Regions from separate parts of the Sus scrofa genome. Here region 1 is linked to region 2. Evidence: chromatin contacts called from public Hi-C data. All regions are on one chromosome and are shown on one strand. Each heading gives the region's core, a stretch centred on a gene start, on an enhancer-like site or on the middle of the called end of the contact. The rest is flanking DNA. Distances are from core to core; before and after follow the strand shown.

Evidence for each region. A called contact is a pair of places that touch in the nucleus more often than the background predicts.
Region 1: a Hi-C map of embryonic fibroblasts shows a contact between it and region 2, with 2.3 times the contacts expected there. The contact joins the promoter of RAP2A here to the promoter of MBNL2 in region 2. A contact is called at or near these places in 1 of 5 promoter capture datasets (liver), 6 of 47 Hi-C or Micro-C datasets (brain, embryonic fibroblasts, heart right ventricle and 2 more) and 2 of 2 datasets of contacts at active chromatin or transcription factors (alveolar macrophages and skeletal muscle).

Annotation. Positions count from the first base shown.
Region 1 is chr11:66,677,705-66,681,095 of Sscrofa11.1, forward strand. It overlaps RAP2A (ras-related protein Rap-2a), which reads left to right and starts at 1,458. Exons shown (of 2, transcript XM_021065816.1): 1 at 1,458-1,867. The coding sequence starts at 1,554. LOC110255848 (a long non-coding RNA gene) reads right to left here and starts at 127. Exons shown (of 3, transcript XR_002336730.1): 1 at 1-127.
Region 2 is chr11:66,480,550-66,483,788 of Sscrofa11.1, forward strand. MBNL2 (muscleblind-like protein 2) reads left to right here and starts at 1,374. Exons shown (of 10, transcript XM_021065800.1): 1 at 1,374-2,342.

The DNA of each region.
Region 1 (3,391 bases), core at 208-2,707, 200 kb after region 2:
TAAAAGCGAAACCCATGGTTCTCGCCTCCAACACATCTTGTTCCCTTGCCAACGTAGGGTGCAACGACCTGTCCCTCAATCACTGACCCCTCCCAAACCCACCAGCCCTACCCCGGGTCTCCATTCCACCCACCCTTGGGGGCAAGGGAGTCGCGATTTCTGGTTGGCTCAGCTCAAGTCTCCGCCATCCGCCAGCTCACCTGCGGTTGGTTGGCAGAGCGTGCGTGGGAGGTGGGAGGGCTGAGCCTGCAACTAGGCTTTCCCCCCATTGGCTGATGGATGGGCATCACGTGGTATGAAGTGGCTCTCTATTGGCCGAGAATGGTACCATGGGTCCAGAGGCGTGCACTGGTTGGCTGGAACGACTCCCAGCTTCCTACTAGGTGCCCCGGCTGGCTGTTGCTATGAGCTGTCCCCAGGCCTTCTGGCTGCGCCTGGGGCTTCGCTCTCCCAGTTTTCCAAGCGCCCGTAGCTGACAGGGCGTGGGAAGAGCTCGACTTCCAGCAGACGCTGAAGAAAGGCGGGGCTGGGGGGAGGTGGGCGGGACTCCCGGCGACGTCACCGGGCGTGGGCCCGGCTTCCGCATGGTCGCTGGCCTTTGCCGCCTCTGGCAGTGGGCAGGATGAGGGCCTGTCACTTTTCCCTCTGTGTCTTGACGCTTAAAACAAAGCTTCACTTCGGTTTTATGCTCGTCCTTTAAACAAAGCCTTTTTTCGTTATGTTTATACAGGACAAAACCAAAGCTCACAGGCTGGGTGGTGTCTAGCAAGGCCCTCCTGCCAAGGCCTCCTTTTGGACCTTGCCGGTGTCTTCTTGTCACTCCCCGCCTCAAGTTAAAACCTAGAGACTGCTCTGGCCCCGCCAACATCGCGTCTCTGCCAAATTCTGAACTTGGCGTGCTCAGGCCGAAGCGGTTCCCGTCGCGGGCAGAAGAACCGCGCGTGCTCAGTACGCAGGATCCGCAGGGTTCGACGCGGCTTGCGGGGTGGGGTGTTGTTGGGTGGCCCAGGTGGTTGTTTATCTAAGCGCGGGCCGAGGCTTCCGCACGGCGCAGAGCCTCCCGGGAGCGCGCGAGGCCGGTCGCCTAGGCGACGGGGGAGCAAGGGCGGGGCTGCGCCACCGGGTCCCGCCCCGGGCCGCCGGGCCCCGCCCCCAGCAGCGCTGCGGCTGGGGCTCGGGCGCGCGCTCCGGCGCCGAGGGGAGCGGCGGCGGCGGCGGCGGCGGCGGGCGGGGAGCTGGGCGTGGAGGCGCGAGGGGCGGGGCGGGCGGCACTGCAGGCCCGCGTTTCGGGCGGCTCCGGCGGCTCCCTGGCTCCCACTCCCTGCTCGCCCTCAGTGCCTGCCGGCGCCCGCGGGGCCGCATTGCCGCCGGCTCGGCCCATGCCCAGGGCTGCTGCTCCCTCCGCCGGCGCCCGGGGGGCCGCGGCGGCCGTGAGGTGGGGGCAGCCGCGGGACGCGGCGGGGCCGGCCGCCGGCGCAGGGTTGGGGGGCGCAGCGCGGCGGGCGTAGGTCTATGTCGCGGGCAGCGGCGGCGGCGGCGGCCGCGGAGGGACGATGCGCGAGTACAAAGTGGTGGTGCTGGGCTCGGGCGGGGTCGGCAAATCCGCCCTGACCGTGCAGTTCGTGACCGGCACCTTCATCGAGAAATACGACCCCACCATCGAGGACTTCTACCGCAAGGAGATCGAGGTGGACTCGTCGCCGTCGGTGCTGGAGATCCTGGACACGGCGGGCACCGAGCAGTTCGCGTCCATGCGGGACCTGTACATCAAGAACGGCCAGGGCTTCATCCTCGTCTATAGCCTCGTCAACCAGCAGAGCTTCCAGGACATCAAGCCCATGCGGGACCAGATCATCCGAGTGAAGCGGTGAGAGGGCCGGGGGCGCGGGCAAGGGGCTTCGCGGTGCGGCCGGCAGCCCCTGTCCCGGGGCCAGAACTCCCTCCCGCGTGCTCTGGGGTGGCTGTGGGCAGGAGGAGCTGTCTAGGCAGGTGGCTCTGGGGTCTTAGGCTTTATCCTAAATTTTTAGCTGGTAGCATCCTCCTCGTCATCTTGAATCTCAAATTTGAGTGCTTTGTTTCACAACTCAAATTTGGCATCCGGTGAACCCACAGCACAGCTCTTTGTCTCTTGGATATTATTAGTAGCGGTTGTGCAGAACCCCAAAGGAAACAAAGTTTAAAACTTGCAGTGGGGGGAGAGGGGCGGGTAGGTTTCTGCTGGGAGGAGGCAGCTGTGCAAGTATAGCGGAGACATTTTCAGACGGAACAACAAAAAACCTCCCTTTGCAGCATTTGACAGCAAAAATTGCTTACACAAATGTGGTAAAAATGTCAAGTCCAATGGAAAGAGATCTTTCTCATTTCATAGAAGATTGAATGGTGGCAAGGCGTTTTACAAAAATGAACTCTTCACTTAAGATGAAACTTTAGAGACAGGTTATCAAATTATTTGCAGACCTGGCTCTGTGGGATTGAGAGAGTATTAGTATGTAGGAGCGCGAATGTACTATCACATTAAAGAATGTGGCTTAACTTTTTTTTTTTAATCTAGCCACTTTACCCCTCAGAAACAAAAAGAAAGGGAAAAAAAGAGGCATTCTTAAAAATAGAATGAGTTTCTTCAAAGGTGTGACTCAAATATTAGCTAATTTAAAGTTAAAGCAGATAAGCTCTTTCCTGTTACAAACTCTTTTCGCAAGTGTGCATTTTGGAAATATAACAGCCTAATGGCTTCTGCTATTTGTTTTATATTTTTTCCTATAATTTCTAGCATCAAAAAATGCAATAGTATCTCAGTTCAGAGTTTTAGCAAATTTTTCTAATTACCATTTAATTACACATTACTGTTTTGTCTGATTCTTACTATTAGTTAATAATTGCCAATAATTTTGATTCAGCATAATTTTGCTTTTCTTTCCCAGTTGTACCAGTAACCCTAAATTTGTAGACAGTTGCAAAAGCTAGTTATAAGTGTTATCATAGACATAATCTCATTTTTAGTCAGTTTGAGTCTACTCATTTTGAAAGAGCAAATACCAAGTCAGGTGCACGCAAGCTTTGCTCAAAAATTCATTACAAGAGGCGGATTTTTAATGCCACATAGGAGATCAAAGGGGAGGTCCTCTCCCCTCCTCCTTTAACTCATTGAATATGCCCTTTAATAGCTAAACTAAAATTTCGTGTGTTATTTTATATGTTAGATTTCAAGCTGGAATACAGTGAATGTTTTCATGGCCTCTGACAATGTCCTAAGATCTGTGAATCTGACAGCTTTTTACTTTTTCAGTCTCATTTCTTAAAGTTAATTGCTATAGTTAACATAGGAACCCTTTTGGTGTTAAATTTATTAAGTATATGATATTTAAGAGGCTGTATTTAAATGACTCACATC
Region 2 (3,239 bases), core at 124-2,623:
GGAACGTGATACTACCTGATTTTGGAAAACCTGTCTAGCAACAGGGGAGCTTGAGCGTGGGGAGGCTTGAGTCCCAGAAGGTAGCTTATTAGCATTTGTATTAGCTGGGCAATAGGTCAGAGTTGTAACTAGCTAGAAGGAAAAAATATTCAACCAGATCTAGTTTCACTGAATGAAAATAGAAAAATGAGTCAAAGAAGACTAAAATTTCAGGACTGAAATTTAAGGGAAAGGTAGTTTCAAAGTCAGCATCAGAGGGGGGATCAGGAAGAGGATATTCATAAACCTGTGATATCCTACTTACATGCAGGGTAATAGAAAGAATATTTAAAAATAATTTTTACCAGTTCCAGCATGGAGATCGTTTAAATTTCCAGAAAAATTATGGTAGATGAAAGCCTGCCAGTTATACATGTGATGGATTTACATTGGGATGAAAAGAGCATTATAAGATTTGGGAGGAATGAAGTATGGTATTCTATTGGAGAAATACCCTCCAAATCATATGAAACATTGTGATTTTAAAATGCATTTGTGGAGTTCCTGTCGTGGTGCAGTGGTTAACGAATCCGACTAGGAACCATGAGGTTGCGGGTTCGATCCCTGGCCTTGCTCAGTGGGTTGAGGATCTGGCGTTGTCGTGAGCTGTGGTGTAGGTCGCAGACGCAGCTCAGATCCTGTGTTGCTGTGGCTATGGTGCAGGCCAGCAGCTGTAGCTCCTATTCGACCCTAGCCTGGGAACCTGCATATGCTGCAGGTGTGGCCCTAAGAAGCCAAAAAAAAAAAAAAAAAAGAAGAAGAAGAAGAAAAAAAAATGCAATTTGGCAGGGAACTATACTCAATGTTACATAATAACCTATAAGGCAAAAAATCTGAAAAAGTATAGATGGATATATATATGTATAACTGAATCCTTTTGCTTTCACTGAAACTAACACAACACTGTAAATCAACTATAATATAAATAAATAGCAATTGGCAAAATCAAAGGAAATCATGAATCCCACACCAACGGTTACTTCATTACAGGTGCACTGGACAGTTGCTTATAAACAATAGGGTGTGGGTTCAACCTTTCAGGGCTTTGTTCGTGCCTTGGTCTAGCCAGGTACCATGAGATAATTTTTTAAATTCAAAATGTTGTGTTTAGTGGAAGGAAAGCATATGTGTTTTGTGTTTTCTAAATGCCATTTTTTTTTTTCAAAATAGAGTACAGTTGACTGGGAAAAAATAAATAACCCTTAGTAACCTTTGCATTTCTGTGCTCCTGCTGTATCTCAGGGAACTTCAGCACCTTCAAAGCATCCTTTGTGGAGCCACACCTGATGGCGCCCCTTGGATCACGTGTCATGCGTGCTCAGCAGTAAACATCTTGCCGTAATCGTCGCTTCCTTAAGGACAATGTGGACCAGTGCACAGTATTTCTCAAGTGGTACCTAAGAATCTTAGGGTCAGGTTAAGGCACACCTTATCCTCTCAGAGAAGCCTGCCAAGAGCACAAAAGGCTCAAGTATCGATATCCATTTTATTGTTCAGAATTCCCTAATTGAAGGCCCCGGGAGTCTGAAAACTTGGACGAAAGATATACGGGCTGCAGTAACAGATGTCCTAGAGGAAAACTGTGCAACGGATAAGGGCATGTTTTGACTTCGAATAGGCACTTGGGCCAACGCGTTCTTCCTCACTAACGGAAGGTGTATGGATTTCCACGGCAGGCACCGAATTGTTTCTCCTTTCGGAAAAAAATATATGCTTTGTCCAATGGGATAATGACTTCAGTTTCCAGCACAACCCGGATTTCTTTGGATCCTGCGGAGTTCTGCCTTTCCCAAAGTATTTCCAGGGCAGCCGCAAGCCCTGGCTGTCTTCAAGGCTGTTCTCTGGAGCTGCCCCTCTCTCTGCTCTGCCAATTATGTGCCACTTTGTCTTGGTGCCCTGACTGCTTTCTTCTGAGAGGGAAATTCCTCTTTCATCAGTATGGATGCACTGTTTTCACACACTGCAAGTGCTGTGTTGCTGTGTCAGTCATCCTATGAGGGCCAGTTTCAGACGAGTAGGGCTGACGAGCTGGCTGGGGATTGGCTGCCCACGGCGGGGCGGGGTTTGTCGGAAGGAAGGGCTGCAGCTTACAGCAACAGAGTTTAGACTGTCTTTGCTTCATCATCTGAAGGCAAAATTTTCCAGATACGGCAGACGGGTCTCAGAGTACAATACACAGGGAATGAGAACTATTTACATGGAAATTTCTTCCTCATGATGCAGCGGAGAAGCCTCGGCCGACTGATTCTGCCAGATGTTCCTGGGGTCACTGTAAAGGGAAAGGAGAGGCAGAGCTAAACAAGGTAAGGGAATCACCCCCCCACCCCCTTCTTCTTCTTCTGTTTTTTTTTTTTTTTTTTTTTCCCCCTGAATGTTTAAAGAGTTTGCTGCAGTATGCTGCATTCCGTGTGTGTTGCTTAGGGAAGCCGGGGAAACCGGATTCCACTAATTCAAATGTAATACTTGCGGGGGGACCCTGGAGTTTTACGTAACATTTTGATTTGAGAAAAAGGAATGGCAAAGCGTGAATCTGTGCCGCCTGTTTGGGGTGAGGCAGAAAACGAGTTTTTTCTTCAAAGAATAGATCCATTGATTATTCAACAAAAAGCATTTGAATTCTGGCGAGCGTTCTTATTTTCTGGTTCTAGAAAATTTTCTGACTGCCATAGTTAGCTCGGGCATAAAGTTTAACGTTGATCCCATTATTTGAAAACAGACTTGTAATTAAGAAAATGAAAAAAAAAAAAACTCATGGTAAATAATCATCGATTGAGTGTTAGCCAAAGGAAAAAAATATATATATGTCTACTTATTGGGAATTAGGGACCTACCTAGGTCTTATAATGTCAAGGCTTTAATTGAGTTTCAAAAGCACATTTTTATTAACAAGCCAGCAAGAGGTAGCTTGCTGACAAGTTTTCGATACTGTAGTTCAATGTTTACATTTCTTTTTCTCGCACGTCTGAGCCTTTGTTTCCAGCTTAAAAGTGGAACCATTATATTCAAAAGTAAAGCTGGGTTAATAATGCTTACTGCAATTATCTGATCTTTATGCATTTTTAATGAGAACACACAGCCAGCAGAATAATTTAATGAGGGCAGGCTAGCTTTTAAAGCTGTGTTTTCACTGTGCAGAACCATATCAACTTTCTTGCCGAGAAACAGCACTGAGAAATGATGGGGAAAGATTTATTTTTAAC